Linked DNA regions of Sus scrofa: all the other regions are linked to region 1. The links are chromatin contacts, called in public Hi-C maps. All regions are on one chromosome and are shown on one strand. Each heading gives the region's core, a stretch centred on a gene start, on an enhancer-like site or on the middle of the called end of the contact. The rest is flanking DNA. Distances are from core to core; before and after follow the strand shown. Region 1 has its middle 140 kb from the start of ANAPC1. Region 2 overlaps LOC106509733 (a long non-coding RNA gene). Region 3 overlaps LOC106509733 (a long non-coding RNA gene). Region 4 overlaps LOC106509733 (a long non-coding RNA gene).

Region 1 (3,153 bases), core at 260-2,759:
ATCAGTGCACTCTGATTGTTGCTTCCTGCTCATGTTTATGTCTGCATCCCTCCCCCTCCCCCTCTTTACTGCAAGTGCCACCAGGGCTGGCTGGGACTTCACACTGGTGAATCCACAGGGCTGCTAGCAAGCAGACACTCAATGAATATTTGGTGAATGAATAGATGATACACTGAGGGAGGAACTGCGGGGACTTCTGTTTGAGCTTCAGTGTAGACTCCAAATACCTGTGCTCTTCTGTGGTGCTTCCTCTGTGGGTTTCTGGCATCCCCAGGTGCTGTCATCCTTGGATGGGTTTACTCCACTCCATTCAAGCCACCATCTCAAGCCTTTGTCCTCCTCCCAGTACCTCCTTTCCCCCATCAGGCACCAGCTGGAAACACTTTTTTTTTTTTTTTTTTTAGGTACGCACCTGTGGCATATGGAAGTTCCCAGGCAAGGGGCTGAATCAGAGTTGCAGCTGCCAGCCTGCACCACAGCCACAGCAACATCAGATCCGTGTAGCGTCTATGACCTATGCTTCAGCTTGCAGCAATGCCGGATACTTAACCCATCAGGCAAGGCCAGGGATCAAAACTACATCCTTTTGGACACTATGTTGGGTTCTTAACATGCTGAGCTCCCAGATTTGTTTTAAAGTCAAAGAGAAAGGAAATTATCAGGATGGGGACCATTCACAAGAACTTTTTATTAGTCCCAGCTTCCAACTTCCTTTGAATCCCAGCTTCTTTCTTTCAGGTGGCTCAGTCCCAAGGGTGTATATGACAAGGGTGTCAGCACATGGAATTTCTGTCCCGATTCTGCTTCAGACTTTGGGGGAAACAGCCCAAACCCTCTGTTTCAGGGTTAGCAACAGAGATATGACAGGAAAACAGCTACCAGAGAGCTTAGAAAGACAAAAGTGCTAAATAGAGATATGTGGGTATTATTATTTTTTCATTTTTTTAATGGGGGTGTTATTTTTAATCTTTGCAGCAGGCAGGCTGTGGCCTCCAAGAAAAATCTGAGGATAAGGAGACCTAAAACAAGTAATTGATTCTCTCTCAAAATCTGGATTTCACTCCCAGCTGCCCTTGCAGGCTGACCATACATTAAGCTCCCTGCTCTTGTCAAATCAATCATGTGATGAGGAGGCAATGCTACCCAGCCTCACAGTAGACAGGAGGCTGCTCTCCTTTGGAGTAAGACATGCTTTTAAATATGGTGAGACGGGAGTTTTCTGGTGGTGGTGCAGTGGATCAAGGATCTGGCATTGCCTTTGCAGTGGCTCAGGTTGCTGCTGTGGTGTGGGTTTGATTCCTGGCCTGGGAACCTCCACCCTCCACATGCCATGGGGGCAGCAAAAAAAAAAAAAAAAAAAAACCCCAAAAACAAAACCCAAATGCTGAAATGCCATGAGCAGCAGTGAGATCAGACTGTGTTTTCTCTTCTTTCTCTTTAGGACAGACCACCATAATATGCCAAGCCCTGTCCACCCTTTGGGCGTTTTCTATGTGATCCCATGAGTGGCCAGTAGGTGGCACAAGACACACACCATGGCTGCCGGCTTTGCCCCACTCAGCCTTTCTCAGAAGGGAAAGATCTATTTCTAATCCAGCCCAGGCTTTATGGCAATGCTTAATCACATGGAAGGGAACATGCAATAACTACTGGTATTTCTGTAAACATGCATGCTTAGAGCAGCTGCCAGTTGGGGCTGAGGACAGAGGGAACATGCAGTGAGAGGTCTCCTGAGGACAGTCTATAAAAGGAAAACCCTGTGGGTTTTTAATTTAAGAGCCTCTCAGCTAACCTTTGTGACTCATCGAAAGAAACATTTAGAACCCGGAAGGACAGTGATCATACATTTTTTGGATTGTAACCTGGTTCTCCTTCCATCCTACCCCCTCCCCCTTCCCCCAAATGGTAGATTTCAGAAGGTCCCGGCTACAGGGCCGAGCCAGCACCTTCTGAACCAATGGTGGCTTATTTTCCTATTCTTTTGTCCTGGCAAGTTGCCTGTTTCTTGGGTTTGTTCTTTCCCTGGAGGAAAGTTGATCTGATCTCACTCTGCCATTAATAAAATTGGCACCAGATGGATGTGGAGCTGAAGAGCAGACACATCACAGCAAAACAAAGTGTGATCTAGTCAGAGATGGGGCAGTAAGGATTGGGTGCTTTTAACATCTGTGGCAAGTTAAAAAATTGTGGCAAAATATACAACATAAAATTTACATCTTAGCCATTTTAGGTGTATATTCAGTGGTATTTAATACATTCATATGGTGTGGCCATCACCACCATCCATCTCCATAAGTTTTCCTCTTGTAAGATGGAAACACTATGTCCATTAAACACTAACTTCCGTTTCTGTGAGCTGTGGTGTAGGTCGCAGACGTGGCTTGGATCCTGTGTTGCTATGGCTGTGGTATAGGTTGGCAGCTACAGCTCCGATTCGACCCCTAGCCTGGGAATCTTCATATGTCATGGGTGCAGCCCTAAAAAGACAAAACCAAACCCAAAAAACCCGCTAACTCCTCATTGCCCTTTCCCTGCAAATCATCACACCACTTTCTATCCCTATGAATTTGATTACTCTAAATACCTCATATAAGTGGAATCACATAGTAGTTTTCCTTTGTGTATCTGGCTTGTTTCACTGAGCATAACATCCTCAAGGTTCACCCATGTTGTAGCAGGTGTCAGAATTTCCTTCCCTTTAAGGGTAAATGATATTCCATTGTATGTATAGCCAACATTTTGTTTATCCATTCCTCTGTTGTTGGATACTTGGATTGCTTCCACCTTTTGGTATTGTGAGTAATGCTGCTATGAACAAGGGTGGACAAATATGTCTTTGAGACCCCCTTTCAGTTCTTTTGGGTATGTACTCACAAGTGGGATGGCTGAATTATGCAACAGTTCTATTTTTATTTTTTATTTTTTTGCCACGCCCATAGTATGCAGAAGTTCCCAGGCCACAGACTGAACCTGAGCCACTGCAGTAACAATGCTGAATCCTTAACTGCTAGGCCACCAGGGCCTCTCTGTCACCCCCTGCCTGGTCAGGGATAAGTCCCTTCACAGTAAGTGCCACCCTCTGGTTAAACTGGGGTTTGGACTTCATAAGAGCTCGACTGGGGTTTGGACTTCAGAAGGGCTCGGATTTCCAAG
Region 2 (3,153 bases), core at 168-2,667, 480 kb after region 1:
AAGTTGTCTGGGGAAGTGACAGGCTGATCATAACTGGGGAAAGGTTGGAGCCCTCACTTAAGGGCTCTGGAAAGCCTTCTGGCTCTAGCAGGAGCAGCCTCTCAATGCATCTGGCATGGGCCTGCAAGGACCCCCAGGGAGCCTGAGGAAGTAATGGCCTCAACTCTGGAGAGGCTCCAAGGAACTGGTGAGGAAGGAGTCCAAGGAGAAAGCCAAGGAGAAGGACTGGGTGAGGGGTGGAAGTGGAGGGGCTTTGGGTCTACCATGGGCAGTGACCGTCACAGCGTCTGGGCTTGGAGGAACTGAAGGAGTTATCCCCAGTAGATGGGAGGGGAGCACAGCTTTGAGAGGTATTCATGACCGCATCTTAAGAGCAGGCTCAAGTGGAAGGAGTCATAGGCCAAGTGTATCGGGCACATGTAGCCCAAAGCTTAGTGTCAGAACTTTGGGCAGAAGGAGGCAGCTGAACAAACGGATGGATGAATGAGAGAACACATGAGGCTTCATGAAAAGCACTGGAGTGTGATAACATGGCTTCAGTAACATGGATCTGGCATTGTCCCATCACAGCTCACTGTGTGTCATAGCAGCTAGCTCTTAGAAGCATCAAAACATGTTCTTTTTTTTAATTACTATTTATTTTTTTTCTGCTGTACAGCATGGGGATCAAGTTATTCTTACATGTATACATTTATCCCCCACCCTTTGTTCTGCTGCAATATGAGTATCTAGACATAGTTATCAATGCTACTCAGCAGGATCTCCTTGTAAATCTATTCTAAGTTGTGTCTGATAACCCCAAGCTCCCGATCCCTCCCAATCCCTCCCTCAAAATACGTTCTTAAGTAATCCCTACGAAGCAAATTTATCAATCAGCCAGAAAGCATGAATGGAGATACTGTGACCTCCTTAGCACCAGTCCTTGTAGGATACAAAAAGGAGCCCAAGACAGAGTTCTATTCTACAGGGGGTGTCTCATATACTCCCCCTATGCCCACTTGTAGGTTCTTATTCTTGGGTCTTGTTTGATATTCTTTAGGGCCAGTGCTACAAAATCAGGGGCATCATATTCGAGAAGGGTCGACAGACCAAGCAAGAAACAGATCTGAACATAAAGCAGGTGGAGGCAAATATCTTTTAGCCTTAAGCGCAGACAAGAAACTATGCAAAATTAGGGGGAAACCATTTCATCTTCATGATGTGTGTTCTATACTCTCTTTAGCACTGGGAGTGACTTTTAAGTCACCAGTTTATTTGCATCTGGACAAAGAGGAACCTAAAACACTTTCATTATCTTAAGAGAGCGATTAGCCAGCTGAAAAGAATGTTCCTCCTGACAGCACTTAATCTTGGTCAGCCTCCTCTCAGCGCCCAGGCCATTACTTTGCTGAATCATTCTACCAAGCAGGCCCTCAGCCACAGAGCCCAGCCACCATCTGCTCACCAGAGGCACCAGGGCCAGCTGACTGCAACCACAGAACGTTAGGATCTCGCTATTGGGGTTGTTTTTACTGCTGACACTCTGTTGGTTGTATGTGTGTGTGTTTAGATAAAAAGCATACTATTTATGTAAAATTATGTATTTAGATAAAAATCCATATTTAAGATCATGTCAGATCTTTAAATATGAATTAACACTGCACAGTCTTGGACTCCAAAGAGAAAAAGCCTTCCTTTTCATCTGGTTTTACCCTCTGTTTCCAAACAGCTATTTAGTCTGTTATAAAGATCTCCAAGCAGAATGTTTAAGTAAAAAAGAGGAAGCAACAGAATGATAGGTTTACTATAATGCCAGTAATGTCAACACACACACACACATACATACACACATCACAGGCACATACACATACACATACATATGCACACATAAATGAAAAAATCTGAATAGCTTACTAAACCATTGGGAGTCATGATCTCTAGGGCTCTGAATACAGAGAAAACCATTTTTTCAATTTTGCTTTCCTCTAATGTGTGTTTATTTTACATTGAATTTTTATTACTTTTGTAACTAGAACCAATAAAGATTGAATGTTAAAGATGATCAGGCACTAAGATGCTCTTTGCATGGGAGGTTTTCCTAGTGATGAAATATCTTCCTAGTCAAACTAAATGCTATAAAATTGGGTTGTGATGATCACTGTACAACTATAAATATAATAAAATTCATTGAACAATTAAAAAAACTATGTACTTTCATGTAACAATTTTATTCATTAAAAATTTGAAAAGTAGATATGTCTGTGTAACCTGTGCCCCATTAAGATACAAAATACTCTGATCATCCCCCCAAAAGGCCCTTGTGTCCTTCATGGCCAGTCTCAACATCATTTCCCCCATGGCAACCACTGTTCTGACTTTTCACTATACTCAATTTAGTTGCCTATTCTAGAACTTCTGTTTATTGTTTTTAATATAATAAAATTATTTCCATTATAAAAGCTATATAGGTCAGAGAAAATGCTGAAGGAAAAAAGAAACCCTAGAAAAAAAGAAGATAAGATGGCAGAATAGAAGGACTGGAGCTCAACTTCTCTCCTAAGAACAACAAAATTCACAACTGAAAGCTGAGCAATGCCCACCTGAATGGACCAGAAACCTTAAAAAAGATACCCTACTCCAGAAGAAAAAGAGAAGGCTGCATCAAGAGGTAGGTGGGGTGATTTCATGATATAAAAAATCCCATACCTCCTGGGTGGGAAGCTCCACAGACTGAAAACTAACTGGTTCACAGAGAGAGACTCACCTACCAGAGTGAGAGTTCTGAGCCCCACATCAAACCCTCACATGTGGGGATCCGGCACTGGGAGAAAGAGCCCCTGGAGCATCTGGCATTGAAGGCCAGTTGGGCTTGTGTGCAGGAGCTCCACAGGACTGAGGGAAATGGAGACCCCATTCTTAAAAGGCGCACACGGACTTTCACGTGCAGTGGATCCCAGGGCAGAGCGAGGTCTCCATAGGAATCTGGGTCAAACCTGACTGCAGTTCTTGGAGGACATCCTGGGAAAACAGGGGTGAATGTGGCTTGTTGTGAGGGAGGGACATTGAAGGCAAAACTCTCGGGAATATTCAGCAGTTGCCTTTCTCTGGAGGTGGCCATTTTGGGAAAACCTGGCCCCAACCATCAGTCAGTGCTGAGAAGCTCCCAGGGCAAAC
Region 3 (3,153 bases), core at 249-2,748, 400 kb after region 1:
CCGGTCAAAACACAATGATTTCAAACATCTCTTGGGCTCCTTTGCCCTTCATCTGGGACTGGTTGGAACATCAATTTCCTTGGAACTGCCTCCTCCAAGTGGGTTCTGCAGTTAGTGCGAGACTGCAGGCACATCTTCATCAACCTGGAGCGACCCGAACAGCCGACCGAACTGTGTGTATGTGAGTGCGTGTGAGCCCTGGACGTGAACCACCTAAACAAGAAAGCAAAGGCTGTTTGGTGGGAGCTGACCCCAGCCAGGGAGTCAGCCACCATCACGGTCACTTGCTTTTGGCATCACCAAGGCAGACAGGGCTGGGGTGGGGAGGAGAAGCAAGATTTCTGGAGGAAAAGAAAAGGGGCTCCAGGTGTGCTCTGCTGGGAGCCCATCAGTGGGGAAAGCTGGAGGCAGCAACTAGCTGTCATAGTCGCAGCATCCTATGGGGTGGATTAGCAATGCATAGCTGGCTTTCTCTTCTGGTCCCAAGTTGGAAGTGGGGACAACAGTTAGGGAAACTAATTGGTTTTAACTACCTCCTGGCAGTTTGGGACCAACTGCTATGAAGTCATTTGGCTTCCTTAGCTGGTTGTTGCATACTCTGGGTCCAAGTTCTTTCTCTGTTTTTAGGGCCGCACCTGTGGCTCATGGAAGTTCCCAGGCTAGGGGTTAAATCAGAGCTGTAGCTGCTGGCCTACGACACAGCCACAGCAACAGCAACACCAGATCTGAGCCGCATCTGCAACCAACACTGCAGCTCAAGGCAATGCCAGATCCTTTAACCCACTGAGGGAAGCCAGAAATTGAATCCTCATCCTCATGGATACTAGTTGGGTTCTTAACCTGCTGAGTCACAACGGGAAGTCCCGGAGCTCTTTCTAATACATGGTCTGGCCATGATCCATAGGTATGTTCAGTCTCAGAGTGTATACAAGACTGTCGTCTTCCAGAACCTGCTTAGCATTCATAAGAAGTTGAACAGGCATTCCCGTTGTGTCCTAGCAGGTTAAGAACCTGACTAGGAGCCATGAGGATGCAGGTTCGATCCCTGGCCCGACTCAGTGGGTTAAGGATTCAGCATTGCCACAGCTTAGGTCACCGATGTGGCTCAGATCCAGTGTTGCTGTGGGCAGTGGGCGAAGGAAAGTCATCTTTTTTTGCAAATAGCCACAGGTGGAAATTCAGGGTGATTTTGAGAGAACTGAGTTCAAGGGCTTCCCTATCAACTGCTGCTTGGACCCACCTGAAGGTCATCTGCTGGGAACAGTGGATTGTAAATTGGAGGCCAGCTCTGGGTCCTGGGTGGGTCAGAATGCAAACCATGAAGTGCACCAAGGTAGCCTGTAGATACACCCAACTCAGGAATCCCGGTCTTCACCAAACCCTCCGAAGGCTGAACTTCACTGCCTTATCTTCAGACTTGCTGCTTTTACCAAGAACAGAGTTACTGAGAAGGCAGTCAAGGCCGATCTATTTTTAACCAGGCGACCAAGCCCGAAGACAAGAACGCTGTCCCTGGTGATGGAATGTCACATCCCTTGCAGCAGGTGGTGGCTTCTGACAGGCCGTGGTCCAGATGGCAGCCAACTCCACCCACCCGTCAGGCAGGCGACAGTGTTTCCAGACGTACTCCTTGTTTAGACAAGGCATTTCTGCCTGCAGTAACATGCCTTCAAGCAGCAAAAGGATTCTAGATCTTTCCAGAGGTCACGGACTGGAGGCTCAGAGGCCACATTCAGTCTGGAGAGTGTGTTTTACTTGGCACACATGTGTTTACGTTTTTAAACTACTTGTCAAGATTTAAAAATCAGGAGCTTGGCTTTCACATTTAAAAAAAAAAAAAAAAAACATGTATTTTTCCAACTTCTCCTAGAAAATGGGATGATCTGGTCACACTGGGCCATCTTCCCACCCGAGGATGCTCAGAAGAAGAGCAGCTGCCTATTCTCTTCTCCACCATAGTCCCCGTTTGGCCTTCAGTTTTTCTCTGTTTGTCATTGTTATGGACCAGATGTCCCCCCCCTCAAATTCATATGTTGAAATCCTAACCCCCCCACCCGACGTGATGGTGTCAGGAACTGGGACCTCCGGGAATTAATTTGGTTATAAGGACAGAACCCTCATGAATGGGCTTAGTGCCCTAATGGGAGAAGCCCCATCTCTGGTCCTCTTTCTGCTGTGTGAGGACACAATAAGAATATAGCTTGGAGCTCCTGTTGTGGTTCAGCAGAAACAAATCTGACTAGTATCCATGAGGACTCAGGCTTGATTCCTGGCCTCACTCAGTGGGTTAAGGATCCGGCAATGCCATGAGCTGTGGTGTAGGTTGAAGAAGCAGCTCAGATCTGGTGTTGCTGTGGCTGTAGCGCAGGCCATCCGTTACAGCTATGATTTGACCCTGGGCCTGGGAACTTCCATATGCCATGGGTACGGCCCTAAAAAGACAAAAAAAAAAAAAAGGGACTATAGCAGTCTGGGAGTTCCCTGGTGGTCTAGTGGTTAGGATTTGGCACTTTCACCACTATAGCCTGGGTTCAATCCCTGGTCTGAGAACTGAGATCCCACATCAAGCCCCTGCAGCCTGGGGCAACAAAAGAAAAGAAAAGAATATAGCAGTCTACTGCCCAGAAGAAGGTCTTCACCAGAACCTGACCATACTGGCATCCAGAATGGAGACCCCTCACCCAGGGTGCTGTGCCTGGTGGCGCTGGGGACACTCTTTGATAAAAAGGAAATGGGAAAATAATTTTGAAAATGATTTTGAAAATGCTCTCACAGATGGCAGAGAAATGCTGTGTCGTTGTGGAGTCCTTATTCTGTCCTAGGCCCTGCTCTCAGCACCTGCTGGCCTTTCCTTCATTTAATCTCCATTATAACCTATCAGGTAGCAACTATTATGATTTCTGCTTTGCAGATACAGATTATTCTTTTCCCTTTTTTTTTTTTTTTTTTTTTTGCTTTTTAGGACCACACCCACGGCATATGGAAGTTTCCAGGCTTGGGGTCGAATCGGAGTTCCAGCTGCTGGCCTATATCACAGCCACAGCAACCTGGGATCTGAGCTGAATCTGTGACCTACACCACAGCTCCCGGCAATGCCGGATCCTCAATGCACTAATCGAGGCCAGGGATGGAACCTGCATCCTCATGGATACT
Region 4 (3,153 bases), core at 425-2,924, 350 kb after region 1:
CAAACAAACACCTCAGTATATTAGGAATAGAGGGGGACTTCTTCAACTTCATAAACCCTACATCAAACTTTGTATTTAATGGTGAAAAACAGTGCTTTCACTAAATTCTGGAACAAAGCGTGGATATTTGCTCACACTGGAGATTCTAGCTACTGCAATAATGCAGTAAAAAGAAATAAAAGTCATACAAATTAGAAAAGAATTAAAACTATTTTTTGTTGCAGGCGGCATGATTGTCCACATGGAAAAATAAGTTTTCCTCCTCTCACTGGCCATCTGGAGCAGGCAAGTGCTTCCACTTGTTCTGAGCGGGCTGCTACAACAGCCAGCAGCACAGAGGTTGACAGCATAGCTTGGGCATGGTAGACCAGGTGGACACCCAGCTCCACCATCCCCAGCTGTATACCCCTGGGCACCTTCCTTGATCTCTCTGAACTTTGGTCCCCTCCTCTGAAATGGAGTTTATGATACAATCCAGAACCTATAGTTGTTGTGAGTATTAATTGAAAGCAATGTATAGACACCTGAGCAATGTAGTTGCTACGGATACTGCTGCTGTTGCTCTTGTTATATGTGACAGTGCATTATGGGCTATGCTGCCCCCAGGACTGTCACTGGAGCCAAGAGACCTCAATTCTTCTGCTCAGTGGTGCTGTGACTTGTCAACTCATGCAACTATTCTGAGCTTCACTGCTTTTTTTTTTTTTTTTTTTTTTTTTTTGAGATTTTAGAGCTGCACATGCTACATATGGAAGTTCCCAGGCTAGGGGTCTAATCAGAACTGTAGCCTCTGGCCTATGCCACAGCCACAGCCACTCGGGATCCGAACCGTGTCTGCGACCTACACCACAGCTCAAGGCAACTCCAGATCCTTAACTGACTGAGCAAGGCCAGGGGTTGAATCTGCATCCTATGGATACCAGTCAGATTCGTTTCCACTGAGCCGTGAAGGGAACTCCTGAACTTCACTGCTTTTATTTACCGTATGGGGACAGTAACCCATCTCTGTTTAGATTCTTATCAGATCAAATGAAAAAAACACATAAAAGTACTTGGAGCACTTCTACCACTACTACTACTACTAACTAGAATTTATTGAGCCCTCTCTGCTGCCAGCACCATGGGTTGCCTTTTACCTACATTCTTCTACTGAATCCTTATAATCTTAAATTACTAGCCTTATTTATGTAGAGGGGGAAATGAGTTCCCAAGAAGTGATCTGCCCATAGACACAGCTTGTAAGCAATAGAATCCAGGATCCAGACTCCCAGGATCTAGCTGTGTTCTTATGCTTCCCAGAGAAGGCAAGCCAATGAGGAAAGGAACAGCTTGGCATGGGGGCTCACTGCCACTGACAAGGTGGATATAATCCGGTACGGGGGGCTCACAGTGCAGTCTGTGACCAGCGGTGGGGAAACCAAGAGCCATCCTTGGCCGTGACAACTGGTTCCATACTAACAAACTGAAAAAGAGGGTTCCTTTTGATAGGACCCCGAGTGGGATGTTAGTCAAAGAGTCATCCTTCCACTTCCTTGAAGGATCCTGAGATTAAGCTGAGGCAGATCATGTGCCCAGGTCTAAAAATAACTCCACCCCTTCTAATACGGACCCAGTCTGGACTGAAGTCATTCTTTCAGGTGCGGAAAAGGAATGCTTGACTGTACGTCATAAACTTAAAATAGGAGTAGGGCCAGAGGGCCAGCTGGGGCTCATCAATGCCAAGTGGGCAGTTTCTCAGCCAGTATTTCTTCTATTTCCTGCTTTAGACAACAGGTTTCTGCCTCCTTTTTTTTTTTTTTTTTTGCATTGAGAAGGGGTGAAAATGTATGTTTAAAAAAGTCACTTGCTTTGCTTTCTTCTCCACATGTGCCGTTTTAATCCATAGGCCACACCCATCTTTCCTGGTTCTTCATACAATGTCCTGAAATACGCTAGTTACAAAAACTAAAATAAACGACTTTGCTTCTTTCTTCCTAGCTCTATATGATGGATCTGTGAAGTGTTCCTTGAATATCTCTGCCCAGAGTGCAACAATGAGGCCGCTAATTGAACAATTCCAACAACCCCGTGGCATCGTGTAAGTAGGCTGTCCATGTGTAGGGGTGGGTGCTCTGTGGAAAAGCTTCCTTTGTGAAGGAGGGTGGATTGGGCTTAAGATTCTACCAATTCTAAGAGTCTGTGATTTGCTTCTTTTTTTACAGCCTGGCTATATTTAGATTAATGAATTATATTCAAGATGGACTCACCAATTATTTCTTAAATGAGTTATTTCATTCAAAAGTTATTGAGAGAGGAGTTCCCATTGTGGCTCAGTGAATTAAGGACCCAACATTGTCTCTGTGAGGGATTGATCCATGGCCTTGCTCAGTGGGTTAAGGATCTGGTGTTGCTGCAAGCTGTGGTGCAGGCATATAGCTGCAGCTGTATTTCAACCCCTAGCCCAGGAACTTCCATATGAGGCAGGTACAGGCATAAAAAGAAAAAAAAAAAATTCAAATAAGACCCAGAGTCTTCCAACCTAAAAGGAAAGACACCTATATACAATTAAAAAATACTACACATCATACTAAGAATCAAGAAAATAACATAAATGAGAAGACAATTAGCTGACACCAACATCTGTCAACGCATCTGTCAAAGACTGTAAAGCAACCACTGTAAAAATGCTTCAGAAAACAATCACAAATTCTCTTGAAATGAAATGGAAAAACAGAAAAATGTCAGCAAAGAAAAGTTATTTAAAAATGGAAAGTATTGAACTGATGAATACAATAAAAGAAATTAAAGCTCATCCATGGATGAGCTAAATTGTAGAATGGTTATGACCAAAGATAGAATCAGTGAAACTGAGAAATAAACAAAAAATATCACATGGTCTGAAGAACAGAGAAAATAGACTGAAAATACTCTCTACTGCGAATGATGACTTTAATGCACAAATTGGTAGCATCAACCACAATGCAGAGGGGTTGTTAAATCAACTTAAGAGAACTCATTGTTTTAAATAATGACAAATGAAAAATAAAAAATTTAAGTGCTACAATTTACAATAGCACCAAAAATACAGAGAATAGAGAGTTCTCTTGTGGGGTTGCAGGTTAGAGGAGCCAGTGTTGTCACTGTGGCAGCCCACTGCTGCAGTGAAGGGGTGAA

Evidence for each region. Hi-C and Micro-C count contacts between places; a contact is called where the count stands out from the background.
Region 2: a contact with region 1 is called in a Hi-C map of embryonic fibroblasts, with 6 times the contacts expected there. The contact joins two enhancer-like sites. A contact is called at or near these places in 2 of 47 Hi-C or Micro-C datasets (embryonic fibroblasts and heart right ventricle).
Region 3: a contact with region 1 is called in a Hi-C map of skeletal muscle, with 8 times the contacts expected there. The contact joins two enhancer-like sites. A contact is called at or near these places in 2 of 47 Hi-C or Micro-C datasets (both in skeletal muscle) and 1 of 2 datasets of contacts at active chromatin or transcription factors (skeletal muscle).
Region 4: a Hi-C map of skeletal muscle shows a contact between it and region 1, with 4 times the contacts expected there. The contact joins two enhancer-like sites. A contact is called at or near these places in 2 of 47 Hi-C or Micro-C datasets (embryonic fibroblasts and skeletal muscle).

Annotation. Positions count from the first base shown.
Region 1 is chr3:44,627,277-44,630,429 of Sscrofa11.1, forward strand. No RefSeq gene overlaps it. Among named protein-coding and RNA genes, the nearest start is that of ANAPC1, 140 kb to the left of the region's middle. Within about 2 kb of position 1,510, at least 30 of the 83 cell types and tissues checked have an H3K27ac peak or open chromatin away from gene starts, as enhancers often do. A contact at or near this core is called in embryonic fibroblasts and skeletal muscle, where this site is marked.
Region 2 is chr3:45,107,809-45,110,961 of Sscrofa11.1, forward strand. LOC106509733 (a long non-coding RNA gene) reads left to right here. Exons shown (of 8, transcript XR_002342497.1): 8 at 2,440-2,640. Among named protein-coding and RNA genes, the nearest start is that of BCL2L11, 89 kb to the right of the region's middle. Within about 2 kb of position 1,418, at least 20 of the 83 cell types and tissues checked have an H3K27ac peak or open chromatin away from gene starts, as enhancers often do. A contact at or near this core is called in embryonic fibroblasts, where this site is marked.
Region 3 is chr3:45,028,438-45,031,590 of Sscrofa11.1, forward strand. All of the region lies in intron 4 of LOC106509733 (a long non-coding RNA gene), which reads left to right. Among named protein-coding and RNA genes, the nearest start is that of BCL2L11, 170 kb to the right of the region's middle. Within about 2 kb of position 1,499, at least 12 of the 83 cell types and tissues checked have an H3K27ac peak or open chromatin away from gene starts, as enhancers often do. A contact at or near this core is called in skeletal muscle, where this site is marked.
Region 4 is chr3:44,981,432-44,984,584 of Sscrofa11.1, forward strand. It overlaps LOC106509733 (a long non-coding RNA gene), which reads left to right. Exons shown (of 8, transcript XR_002342497.1): 4 at 1,978-2,077. Among named protein-coding and RNA genes, the nearest start is that of BCL2L11, 220 kb to the right of the region's middle. Within about 2 kb of position 1,675, at least 1 of the 83 cell types and tissues checked has an H3K27ac peak or open chromatin away from gene starts, as enhancers often do. A contact at or near this core is called in skeletal muscle, where this site is marked.